Regions from separate parts of the Mus musculus genome. Here all the other regions are linked to region 2. The links are chromatin contacts, called in public Hi-C maps. All regions are on one chromosome and are shown on one strand. Each heading gives the region's core, a stretch centred on a gene start, on an enhancer-like site or on the middle of the called end of the contact. The rest is flanking DNA. Distances are from core to core; before and after follow the strand shown.

Region 1 (3,908 bases), core at 1,018-3,517, 2.7 Mb before region 2:
ATACAGAGTTTCATATTCCAGCTATTTCCCTTAAGTTTGAATTTTTGGGTTTCTGTGATCCTATTTTGAGGTTGGACTATTAATCTTTTCTTCTTTGTATAATGGCTTATAGATCTACTTCATATTTGGAGCTTTTGAACTCAAGTTTCCTTTTTTTTTAAGTACTACATGTCTATGTTTTTTCTTTTTAAGCAGTTCATGTGAAACTATAAACAGCATGCTAATTCTTAGATTCATTTTAAGTCTTAAGGTCAGTTCTCTTAATACCTCTCAGTATTATTTGCACATTCTACTAGTATCAGATTTATTTTGCCATCTCTTTAAATTTTATCATTTAACATTTTCTTATCTCTAGAGAACTATTAGACATCCAATCGAGTGCTAGCATTTTGGAATAGCACAGTATCCAATGGGTCATGACCCAGCAAGTACATCATGACTTGAGAGAAAAGCCATAAAAAAATTTAATGCTGTTCTTCTGTGGTTTCAATTGTGGTTTCCTAAGAGACCAGTCAGGACAACTGAGGTTGTACACTGGCTTTTTCTGTAGATGACTGGTGGGACTTGTGGTAATAGTGCAGAGGGTAGGATGAAGTAGGGTGTGTCTCGAGTCCTCAGGAAAAGGCATCTTCGACTTGAACAGTTGGAACTAAAACTGTCCACTTTGCATTTGTGCTGGCTCATAGTGAGGAAAGACAACAGGTCACAGCAAAAAAAAAAAAAAAAAAAAAAAAAAAAACCAAAAAAAAAAACAAAACCAATGCATGGAGTAGTAGTAGAAAAACAGTTCTGGGGTCCCCACTAGCTCACAGCCTGGCTGTGCTGTAATCTTTAAACACTTTCAAGGGCAGATATCCTGTGAATTTTAAGGTTTTACTTGCCCAGTATGCACCGAATACCCTAGCCTTTGCTGTTTTTTTTTTTTTTTTAAGTGAAAAGAATTAGGATTATGTGTGTGTTGTGGGTGTGTCTGCTTTCAATAGGCAAGACTTATTATTTCTTGTTACTTTTGCTGGAACTCTGGGGACTTTGGAAGCAGCTGACTAAGTCACCAGCAGGATTTCTGGGAAGTATAATTTTCAACTTTGTTTTCAGAAAAGTCTCTGAATGGCTACACTTTGGCTAGAAAGTTGACGTTCATAGCATCTCTGTGACAGCCAGAGTTTGAGTTCCTTCTCTTGTTAAGACAAGCTGGGATTTTTCATTGTTGTAGCAGATGGGCCTTTCCAGGAAGATGTTAGAAGCCAGGGAAGACCTATGTATGTGTACTGTGGCTGTAATCCCAGAATTCAGGAATACTTGTCAGGGACCCCGTCGCCAATTTAAAGATGGCAACCAGCCCTGGTAACCCTATCCAGAAATGGCTTGCTTGACCACCCTCTTCTGAGGCCTCCACATCAACATGTGTTCAAAGCCTGCTAGCTACATCCAGAGAGGTGACTGCAAAAGGAGCGGCAAGAGAAGCAGTTTTTATTTTTTTTTCCACTTGAGAACAAAGGAAATTACTCCTGTCTTTGTCCCTTTCTTGCCGTCTTTTTAATAACTAGGTTGAATTCCTGTATCTTCTGTCTTTTCCAGGAAGGACAGGTCTCCCCTTTGGATGGCTTATAAGGTTTTCATTGCTTTTTTGATAATGTTGTCTTGAAGGAAAACTCTTCCTCTGTGGCACAAGAATGAAATTGAAAACTTTCCCGGGTGTATTTGGGTGAGGGACTGGAAAGGAAAACACAAAAACAAAACAAAACAAAACAAAAAAAACCCACCCGTTTGCTCTACAAAAATGTAGCATGCTTATAACTGGGGGGCTGAGAAGTGTCCTGGGAGGTAGATCTGGACAGGGAAGTGAGAGTAATTATCCGCGCCTTTTCGGGACCAGGGGCTGCTGTGAAAGATGAAAGAAAAGGCGGGCCATTGGCTTCCTATCCAGGTGTTCCAGCGGTTCCCGAAGCGATGCCCTTAAAAGGGGCAGCCAAGTGGGGTGCGAAGCCACGGCGACGCCTGGCCCAAGGGCCTGGGGTGGCTGCTCCCAGGAATGTGAGGCATGCGGGGCGCCAGAGCCAACCATTGCGCGGGATGGGGGCGCCGCGCAGCCCGGGTTGCCGCCCCAGCCCGGGAGGCCGAGCGCGGGGGCCGAGGCCGGGGGAGCGGGCGCGGCCGGGCGGCCGGGCGGGCGGGAGGCGCGGGAGGGCTGGGCGCGGCACTAGGCGGTGCGCGGCTGCTTCCCCGCCCCCGGCCGGCGCGCTCTCGGGGCGGTGGTTGAGGCGGCGGGAGGTGGGGACGCGGCGGCGCTGCTCGTCCGCTGCCGCCGGCACCGCGCGCGAACTCCGGTCCATGGCACGCAGGGCGGCGGCCCCCGGAGCTGCTCGAGAGTCGCCGGCCGCGCGCGTCGCGCCGCACTTTTAGGGCGGGAGCCGCGAGCCAGTCCCCGGCCGCATCCTCCCTCCGCCTGCCCGGACAGGCGAGAGAGGGAGTTCCCGGAGCGCCGCGGCCCCGGTTGCCTCAGCTCCCCGCGCCCGAGATGATCTTCCCCAGCGGCAGCGGCCACCCCGGCGCTGCCGGCGGCTGCAGGACGCCCTACCGCAAGCAGGTGAGGCTGCCGCGCTCCCCAGGCCTGCGCCGAGCGCGCGGGGCGGTGACCCGGTTTCGGAAGGAGGCGGCGGGCGGAGAGATGCCCGGGGGGACCGGGACGGGGACTGGCGGAGAGGTGGGACGGGCAGGCGCGCGGCCAAGGGCTCCGGCGGCCCGCAACAAGTTTGGGGGTTTCCTGGAGACCTTTGTGTACAGAGGAACTGGGGATACGTCGGGGCAGTGCTTTGCATTGCACTAGGGGACCTCCAAGAAACCTGTCTGATTCATGGGGAACCCGGAAGACGTGTGTGTGTGTGTGTGTGTGTGTGTGTGTGTGTGTGTGTGTGTTCGCGCGCGCCACCCTTCTTATTTTAAAAAAAAAAAAAAAAAGACAAAAAAGAAAAGAAAAACAGGAACTTCTGTCACTTTCTCAAGGTTTTCAGAAACACAGGGAAATCCTGTGATAGAGATACTGGGATAAGCCTGAGTCATACACACGCCTTTTCCTATTCTAATTTTGTTTCATACATTTTCTAACAGATTGAACTCCAAAGGCACTTGAAAGGTTACATCCGAATCCCCTGCCTGGAAAAGGAGTGGAACTGGCAGGTTTTAGTTTCGGTCTTTTGTTTTTAACATCTTTGTTTTTGAAAGAAGGTTACTGAAGCCATGTTGTGATAAAAACCCCACAGCCTCTCAGCAGCAGCAATAACAACAACAAAAACCCTAGCTCTAAATTATGTTAAAAATGTGCAGGTCTGCTCAGAAAAGGTTAAACTCGTTTAGAGGTCAGTGACAGAATGCTTGTTGAAAAAGAAAAGGCAGCATTGCAGATCTTTTCCCTTCGTAATAAATCTCTAGTCTACACCCTCAGCCACAGAGACAGATCAATTAAGTTATCCCAGTAATGATAGCAGCAAAATGCACCCTTCCACGTAAACTGTGGTTCCATTAAGATCCAGATGTGTGGCACTGGAGCCTGCTGAGTTCTTTGTGGCGGTTTGCAGGATTATTGTTCCGGCTGTCCAGCATCAGCCCATCTGAAATGCTTCCTCGGGGTCACAAAGTACTATTTTCTATTTTACTTTCTTTGCCTCTTTTGTTTGTTAAAATTCCCCTTTAAAAGAAGTAAATAAATGTCCCTGGGTTTCAGTGCCCACGATGTCCAAGCCACAGCCTTTCTCCTGGATTAAGAAGTCCAATCTTTGGGTTACAAGTTTAAAATCTTTACTGACGACTTGGCTGAGATAGATATGCACAAGGTCAGGATTCACGGACGGGTATCTCGAAAACTCACTTCATGTGGCTTTATTTAAAATAAGTGCCCTCAGATGCTGTGT
Region 2 (4,004 bases), core at 1,121-3,620:
TCTCTCTCTCTCTCTCTCCTATCCATCCTTCCCTTTTCTCTTTTTTCTTTCTTCCTTCCTTCCTTTCTCTCTCTCTCTCTCTCTCTCTCTCTCTCTCTCTCTCTCTCTTTCTTTCTTTCATTTTCTTCCTTTTCATTAGGTTGGATTTACTTCCATGATGGTTCAGGAAATTACAATTCAATTAGTTTTTAACATATAACTCCTTTCTTTTTAACTAACCTTTAGTTCTCACAGAGAGACATTTCTTTTCCAGTTTATACATTTAAGACAAAATGTAAACTTGAAGTTAAAAGTTGCCTCCTGGTCTCTCCTAACTGAGAGGATGTGGTACATTAATGTAGAAACTGTCGTGAGTGTATCTGACTATGACCCACATGTGGTATTTAGATCTTAAAGAGATGATCTGAAGAAGTCTGACGGGCCTCTTTAGAAAGTAGAATGCAGAAGGAACGTCAAATCTGTCCTTTCTGTCCTATGGACACTGAAGGACACCTCAGACCTGCATGGTAGACAGATTGAGCAGATTGTCTACTGTATCCCCTTCTCACAGTAATGAAGAGGCTGAGAGGGGATGGAAGGTAAATCCTAGAGGGGGAAAAAAGCCCACAACTTCTAAAAACCTACACAGTCACACACTGCTGTAAGTCAACAATTTGGTGTCTGAAAGCTTCGTTGTCATTGAAGATGAGTCATTTTATCACAGATGACACTACTGATCGGGATATTATTCAAAGTGTGTAGTAAGTGGCACGATGCAGGCCTCAAGAATCAGAAGAGAGACCCGAACCATCATGGTTGGCCAGTTCGTAAATACATTCATGGGTGTGGCCTGACTGATGTGTATGGGCAGGGAGCAGATGTGCCTTTGTTTTTTTTTAATACTAGTGGAATATAAATGTAAATGTAGTTATTGAAAGAGTCAGCATGTTAGGTGCATTTTATGGCATATAGTGAAACATGCTTCCAGTCAATCATTAATGTCTGCAATCTACAGACTAATACCTCATAACACTGAATTTGTACAGTTACTGTTTTCATCTATAGAACTTGGCTTGATTCAATGTTTGCAAGTATTAACACATTTACCTGACTGTAAAATTCCTAGAGGAAAAAAAAAATTGTTAAGCTACCAAAGTTACCAGCACTTTCTTTTGAATTACACATATCTGCCCCCTAGAAGGATGTGTGCTTGTAATCTCCAACTTAGATTTTATATGTTTTAAGGGACATCGTCTTCTTTCTATTCTTATTCAGTTCCAACAGTAAGGAGTCATGCTGTGTTAGAGCGTTACCGTTCTCCGATCCGGCTTCCTCTTTTCATTAATTCTGACGACTTTATGACTCACACTTGGCCAGTTCTGCTTGGGTTGAACCCACTTCGAGTTCTAGTGCACGCATTCCATTCTAGCTCGGAGCTTTTCTAACTCTTGTAAACTCTAGTAGTGACCTTCCAAACGACTTTTACGTGCGTGTTTGACTTCTGTGCTATTTAAAACTTCTCCTTTTTATTTTTGCTTTGATTCTGCCTTTTACGTACTTTCCTGCTTCTGGGTGAAACCCGTTATCTTCAACTACTTGAAAAATACAAAATTTAAAAAATAAAAAAAGCAACTGTTTTCAAGTCCCTCCCCCCACCGTGATGGCACACTGCCACAGGAACCATCCTGTGTTATCTCAGCTTGACTACCCCCTTCTTTCCCACTGCTTTCTTCCCCCCTAAAGTTGTAGGTATGAGTAGCCCCAGATACGAACAATGTTCTGCACTAAATACGCTGCCTTTCCTTCCCCTCCCCGTTATGTTCTTATAAAGCTGATGGGTAATTGCGGTAAGAATAAAGCGGCATAAAGGCAATTAGGTGAATGTCAAACGGCTACAGCTCTAGGGACAGAATGCATTTTTGATGAACTTTAATGAGGTAGAGGGAGGAACACCACAAGGACTTTACCAGAGAACAACCTGGCCAGCACCTGTGACATTTACAGCCAAAAGAGTGAGTGAGGGCACAGTCTGTTAAGTGCACGGGGGTGCTAATATTAAATGAGCAAACGGGTAGGAAGCAAATGAGCGAACTTGAACAAAGTTGTTTTCTTTTCTTTTCTTTCTCTGGAAAATTCTGTTTTGAGTACCCGTAGCCATAGAGTATCAAACTCTATGTTCCGGCTGTTTGAGGGAGGAAAAGTACACTGATTTTTTTCTTTTTCTTTTTTTTTTTTTTTAATTGTAGAAAAGGAACGCAAGGTTCTCTCAGGAGCACTGGAGAGTAGGAGTGACCTCCTCTATAGGCTTTGTGCAACAGTGTCTCAAACCACAGCAGTCACATGGGTTCTGTTGGCTTTGCTACTTTTTCGACTGCGTGTCAGAGGGCTGTGCATTTCGCTTCCTCCCTCCTGCAAGGCCAGGGAACCATGTGTTGGCGGGATTAATCTTTGCCCACAATGTCTCTGCAAAGGTTTCTGCAGCGGCAGGGCAGCAATGGCAATTTGGAGTACTGTGCTGACTCTGCCTACGGCTCCTACTCCGTCCTCACGGGCCAGCTCACGATGGAAGACAACCGAAGGATTCAAGTGCTGGCAGACACTGTAGCTACTTTGCCCCGGGGACGAAAGCAGGTAAGGTTGCTGCGCTGTCTAGAGTGTTCACGTTTGCCTGACCTCTGCTGAAAGTGGTACCTGCTCCTGCGTGTCTCTGTTAACTTTGACTACCAGCCTTATTCCCCGCGCTTAGGAGTCATTTCGGTTCTTATTCAAAGGAGAGTTCTTTTCCCTGAGGAGAACCTCTGTCTACTACCCAATTAACTTAGGAGTTAATGACTGAGAGTACATGTGAGGGGGGAGGTGACATGTCTACCAGAGATAGTATCACAGTTGAAGGATAGAAAAACAGTCACTTTTTTTTTTTTTTAAAGTAAGACTCAAATATTTATCTTCATTTAAAGATGTGCTCAGGTAAAATGAAAGTTGTTGAGAACAATGAACATGAAGGTCGTTTACAGGTACACAACCCACACGATCAACACTCCTCCGTTTGTGTGTCTGTTCATTGTCTCCCTCTGGGCTTACCTCCAGGCCCCGTCAGTTCACAATCGAGAGAAGACTTCTCCTTGAACACTACCTCTGTCAGCCAAGTGAATTCTTCAGTCCTGGAGCAATGATAGAACCTTGGGCTATTGGGAAGTAGGACTATTTCGGGGAGGTGAATGGGCTGCTTGGTAGCTGTGGCATACAGAGCAAGTTGGTAGCTGCCCCCCTCACATTATGTCTTTCTGAAAAGGAAGCTATCAAACTAAACTCCATTCACTTGATTAGGTAACAGCAGAAACAACTTCCTTGAACCCTCTGCCCTTTAAGTAAGGAAATGTACAGGGCACTCAGCACTCAATAAAGGCTGTTCGAAAATTTTTATGAAATGTCTTTAGAGATGAAAACTCAACTGGAAAAGTATGTGTCTAGTGAATTTGTTCTGAATCTTTGGTCTTCCATTTGTAATACATAAGAATGAACTATATACCACTTTATGTATTTTGATCATATACTTTTCTATAAGGTCCAAGGTGTGTATTTGAATTTATATAAACAGTCATGCACAAGATGTTTAGAACTGACTTAAAACACAGCTTTGTGGCTTACTACATTGTGCATATTGTGTTCTCCTCTGAGCTCATCTAACTTCAGCATTACAAAGTTGAAGCGTAGGGGAGAGTCAGGACCTGATGTGGTGAGTGGATTCCTTGGCATTTTCCACAGTGATGAAGCTCATTTGCTAGTAGTTGATTGTCATTCTCAATCCAACGTGTTTTTATAATACAAAGTTTGGTGAACATCTGTATCGATTTATAAATGGGCAACACAGGAAACGCCAACGGGTTTACTCAGATTCTAAACAGAGAGCAGTCTGTTTCTCTTTCTATTTAATACAAAGCCATTACACCAAATTCTGATCATTTGCTATCCTACTATTTGTTCTCGGCATATATCACTTACCAGGAAAAATACTGTTAATAACT
Region 3 (4,506 bases), core at 339-2,838, 2.0 Mb before region 2:
TCTGACCCATCATGTAACTGAAAATAAGGTAATGGGGGGTACTGAATTGCATTATATACATATATGAAACTGTCAAATAATGAAAAAAAAATCTTCGGGTATGAGAGAAAGAGGAGGGCGTGAAGGAGGGAGGTGGATGGTGTACCAAACATCTAGGGCAAAACTAGAAGTGTGTGGTGGTGTTGATCTGGTGGCACAGCAATCCCGGAGCTCAGAAGGCTTAAGCAAGAGTATCTTACCTTAGAGGTGGGTCTGGATAACATCATGAGTTCAGTGCCAGCGGGAAACACAAGGTAAGAGCCCTCTAATCAACCCATAAAAACATGAAGCTATAGGGACACAACTCACAAAGTCCAAGTTTCGTTCTGACCAGAATGCTTGATGATAAAACTTGGTGGTAAATTCCTTCTGTTTGAAGTCATTAAAAATCCACAGTACAAGTATTATGCCCTGTAGTGTGCCTGCTCTGCTGACTGCTTCACACACTATCTCCTTAAAAAAGGCATCCCAGGAGTCGGGGGTGGAGGGGACTCATCTCAACTAGGAGATCTTAAGAGGTAAAATAACTATGGTCATGGCGATGCCAGAGTTTCTGGTTCCATTGCGACTGCCTCAGCACAACTGCTGCTTCTCTCACTCACACACACACACAAAAGCTCCTCAAAAGGAAATACTGACCCCATTTCGGGTTATCTTGTGAGACTACATAGGATCTACCTTTTTTAGTGAGAGTACTATTGTTTGTCAATCAGGACGGTATCTCGGTACTCACCCCTACGTTCTGGATACAAACGGGGGAGGGGGGGTGGGACTTAAAAAATAAGGACACTGAAGACAATAAAAACACACACACACAAACTACAGAATGGCGTGTGACCCGGACCCGCTCTTTAAACTGTTTTCACACTGATCGTGACGTCATGTTTATGACCCACACGGATTTCCACCCCCATATACCAACACGTACTTTTGTAGGGGGGTGGAGAAGGAGGGTGTTCACTGTAGTGGTTTCGGGGTGTGTGTGTGTGTGTGTGCGTGCGCGCTCTTCACTACGCAGTTTCTCCAAGGTGAGGGTGCATTTTACTACTCACACCTTGCGTGTCTAGAGTCGGCCCCTTACACCCGTGTCTCGCCCCGGGTCAGGAGAGCCAGCCTTCCTGCCTCACATGCCCGTGTCACGCCACTCCCGGTGCGGGGCCACCGAGAGGCCTACCTCCCTCCACCTACTCCGAGGGGACTGGGGGAAACCGACCGAAATCCCGGGTGAGCCGACCCCGCACTACGGCCGCCCGGCGCCGCAGGTCGTCGCGGGTCCCCGAGGGACGCGCACCATCTGCCCGCCCGCCCGCCCGCCCTGCCCCCGGGGTCCCGGGTGGGGGTGGGGGTGGCTCGCACTCCAGCGCTCCCCTCCCCCCCACGCCGCCGCCGCCGCTCTTTACCCTCTTCCACCGAGCACTCCGCTGCAGGGAGTGTCGCGCTCGCCGCAGCCACACCGCCGCCGCCTTCCTCGCTGGGCTCGGCTCGGCTCTCGGGCTACCGGCAGAGAAGTCGGCGACGAAGCACAATGGCGGCCGCCCCTCCGGATGCGCCGCAGAAGTGGCCGCCGCCGTTGGCAGCCCCGCCCTTCCTCCTCCCCCGCCCCCTGCGCGCTCGCTCGCCCGCTTCTCGCGAGAGCCGCGGCGGCGGCGGCGCTGGCGGCGCTGCGGGGGAGCCGGGAGCTGCGGGCGGGCTAGACGTGCCCCGCCGCGGGGTGGTGCTCTGACTGCGGCAGCCGTTGAGGGCCGCCTCGGGGGAAGCTGCGAGGCGCCACGGTAAGCGGCCGCAGACGGTCGGCGACGTGCGGGCGTGCGGGCGCCCGGAGCGGCGCGGCGCGGGAGGCCGGGCGGGCCGGTCGCCGCCCGCAGTGCGAGGGGCTTCGGCGCCCGCCTGGCTCCCGCGCCCGCCGCGGGCCCCTACCAGGCCCGCCGCTCCGGGTCCCGCCCGGCTGGTTGCGGGGGTGGATTTTGTTTTCTCTGCGCTCGGCAAGTGGCGCAGGGACTGTTTACGGAATGGAGTCCGACGCTGCCTTTCCCCCACCTCCCCTCGAGCCTCCCCGGCGCGTCCTCCCTGCCCAACCTTGTAGGATTTGACAGCTCTCCCTCCACCTACTACAGCCTTCCGATTGATTCCTACACCCTGCTGCTGGCAGTTTCCCTGGAGTAAATAAGTTGTAGCGACGGGGTATTTGGACGATCACTTCGGAATCTTAAAAAAAAAAAAAAAAAATCGGGCTTTTTAAGCTCTGAGAGCGCAGCTACAGGTTTTGCAGCAGACATTCACTTATTTAGAAAGAGCGAGGGAATCTGTGACGTAGTCTGAGGAATACGAGAAGAAACTTTCAGAAACCACGGTGAATGTGGTTAAACTAAGATGTAAATGAGGACTAAGAAATGCAAGAGAGTATGGGAAAAGCCACAAATTATGTGGCGTTTCAATGATGGACCAAACGCAAGTTGTTTAACGGTAAGTTCTTACTAAAACTTGGAAGCACAGGGAGGGCACTTGGGTTTTTAAGTGACCTATTTGATTTAAGGGTGTTTGTTTCAAAGAATAACTTGGATCTACATAATTCCACTAAGTGACTAAGTGAAATGCTACATATATATATATATATATATATATATATATATATATATACACATATGTATATATACATATATACAGTCAGTAATCATCTCTCATTTTTCTTCACTCATCACTAATAAATTTCGTACAAACTTAAGGGTTTTGGGTTGTTTTTTTTTTTAATTTTGTTAAAGTTGACACCCAGGTGTCATCCTTTTAGGGCATGTAGTAGACAAAGTGTCTGGTAAAGGATAAAATTAAGTACAGATTACTTTTGAGGAGATGTAATTTGTCCTTTTAAGAGAAATAATTGTTCCATTCTGTTTGGCCGTGTAACACCCTTAAGAATCAGAATTCATGGGTTCATATCTCAGCACTTTGTCTGATTACCTTTGTCTTCAGCAGTTCTTTAATGTTGCCAAGAATTCCTTAACCCAGGCTTCTTCCTGTGGGTTAGGGAACCCTAATCCGCCATGCTCCCCAAACTTCATGGTGGTGTTGAAGGGATTAAATGAGGGGATCTGTCAGTTCTTAGAACATAGCAAGCGTTCCATAATTGTTAACAGTTACGTTATGTGTCTAAGCCACCATTCGGCCTTTCTGGAACTGAACCTTGTGGAGACCCCTTGAACATCTTTCCCAGTTTATTTTGTGTTAAGAGGATCGACTGCACCATTTTCCTGAGCTATAGTAGACAAACGTAGTTAGTGGGAACTTCTCTACAGAACCCCTGACAAGGACAGTGCAGGTGTTGGCCGGTTATGGTTTCGTCTCCTCTCAGTGCTGAGGATTCTGTGAGAGGTGAGTGTGGTGCCAGCTTCCTCTGTGTGTGTGTGTGTGTGTGTGTGTGTGTGTGTGTGTACGTGTGTGTATACGTGGAGGGGTGCTGGCCACTAGAGCCTGTGTGAAGGTCGGGGGCAGCTTGTGGGAATGGGTTCTCTCCTGCCATGGATTCCTGGGACTCAGACTCGGGCCAGCAGGCTTTGCAGCAGGCTCCTTTAGGTGTTGAGCCACCTCACGGGCTCTGGATTCTAATTCTTAGTTAATGCTAGGTAATAGCTATAAAACACGGACATGTGCTTATCCTTTGAGAACAGTTAGGGGAGTGTGTGTGTGAGAGAGAGAGAGAGGGTGGGGGCAGAGATTGAGATTGATTTACTCTCTGCTGTGAATTTTTAAGTAATTTATCATTGTCAATAAATAATTATTGAAATTTTGTTGTGCTAAAGACATTTTATGCTTTACTAGGAATTATGGATATAATCTAGGTAAGATAGTGACTATTGTTTCCAAAACAATAATCGGAGCAAAGGATTTGATAGCAAGCATCTGAAATCAGAATTCCTCTAAACAAACTAGACACCGTCCCTTTGGTTTGCAGCACTCTCTCTTAGCCCTTTGATGATCTGTCCGTACAGCTGTGGTTCCTTTCTGACTTCAAGGGTCTCTGTTGACCTCTTGCCAACACCGTTTCATTAATTTCCACTTCTTTACTTCCTTCCCTAAGACACTGTCTTAGTGGCCTTTATTCTCTTCATCCCTCTGCCTTATGAACTTGTCTGTCATCTGGCCGGGTTCATCCTGCCCTGATTCTTGGGTTTAAGCACTGTTGTTATTGTTGTTTAATCTGCCTGAGTACTTAGAGTTCTCGTTCAGATTTCAAATTACCTGTTTGCTCTTTCCACCTTTATACCATATAACCTCCTTAGGAGCTCCTCTATGCATTCTTTACTATTGAGAAGATAGGGTGATGTTAGCTTTTTGCAAATTGATCATTTTCAATTATAGGTTATCTTAATCTTCTGACAAACAGGTTTCTCCACGCTGAGACAAGTATTTACAGAACCTTTTTGGGATACCAATTTCTTCTGAGATGAAAATCTTATTAATCCCTAGGCTAAA

What was found. Hi-C and Micro-C count contacts between places; a contact is called where the count stands out from the background.
Region 1: a contact with region 2 is called in a Hi-C map of B cells, with 6 read pairs. The contact joins the promoter of Rbms1 here to the promoter of Cytip in region 2. A contact is called at or near these places in 1 of 484 Hi-C or Micro-C datasets (B cells) and 1 of 115 datasets of contacts at active chromatin or transcription factors (large pre-B cells).
Region 3: a Hi-C map of B cells shows a contact between it and region 2, with 8 read pairs. The contact joins the promoter of Marchf7 here to the promoter of Cytip in region 2. A contact is called at or near these places in 1 of 39 promoter capture datasets (pre-B cells), 2 of 484 Hi-C or Micro-C datasets (B cells and CD4 T cells) and 1 of 115 datasets of contacts at active chromatin or transcription factors (CD4 single positive thymocytes).

The regions. Positions count from the first base shown.
Region 1 is chr2:60,879,797-60,883,704 of GRCm38.p6, reverse strand. It overlaps Rbms1 (RNA binding motif, single stranded interacting protein 1), which reads left to right and starts at 2,267. Exons shown (of 14, transcript NM_001141931.1): 1 at 2,267-2,587. The coding sequence starts at 2,519. LOC108168762 (a long non-coding RNA gene) reads left to right here. Exons shown (of 2, transcript XR_003953832.1): 2 at 1-739.
Region 2 is chr2:58,158,488-58,162,491 of GRCm38.p6, reverse strand. Cytip (cytohesin 1 interacting protein) reads left to right here and starts at 2,370. Exons shown (of 8, transcript NM_139200.4): 1 at 2,370-2,610. The coding sequence starts at 2,437.
Region 3 is chr2:60,207,018-60,211,523 of GRCm38.p6, reverse strand. It overlaps Marchf7 (membrane associated ring-CH-type finger 7), which reads right to left and starts at 1,588. Exons shown (of 10, transcript NM_020575.2): 1 at 1,440-1,588. It also overlaps a transcript of Baz2b not described here.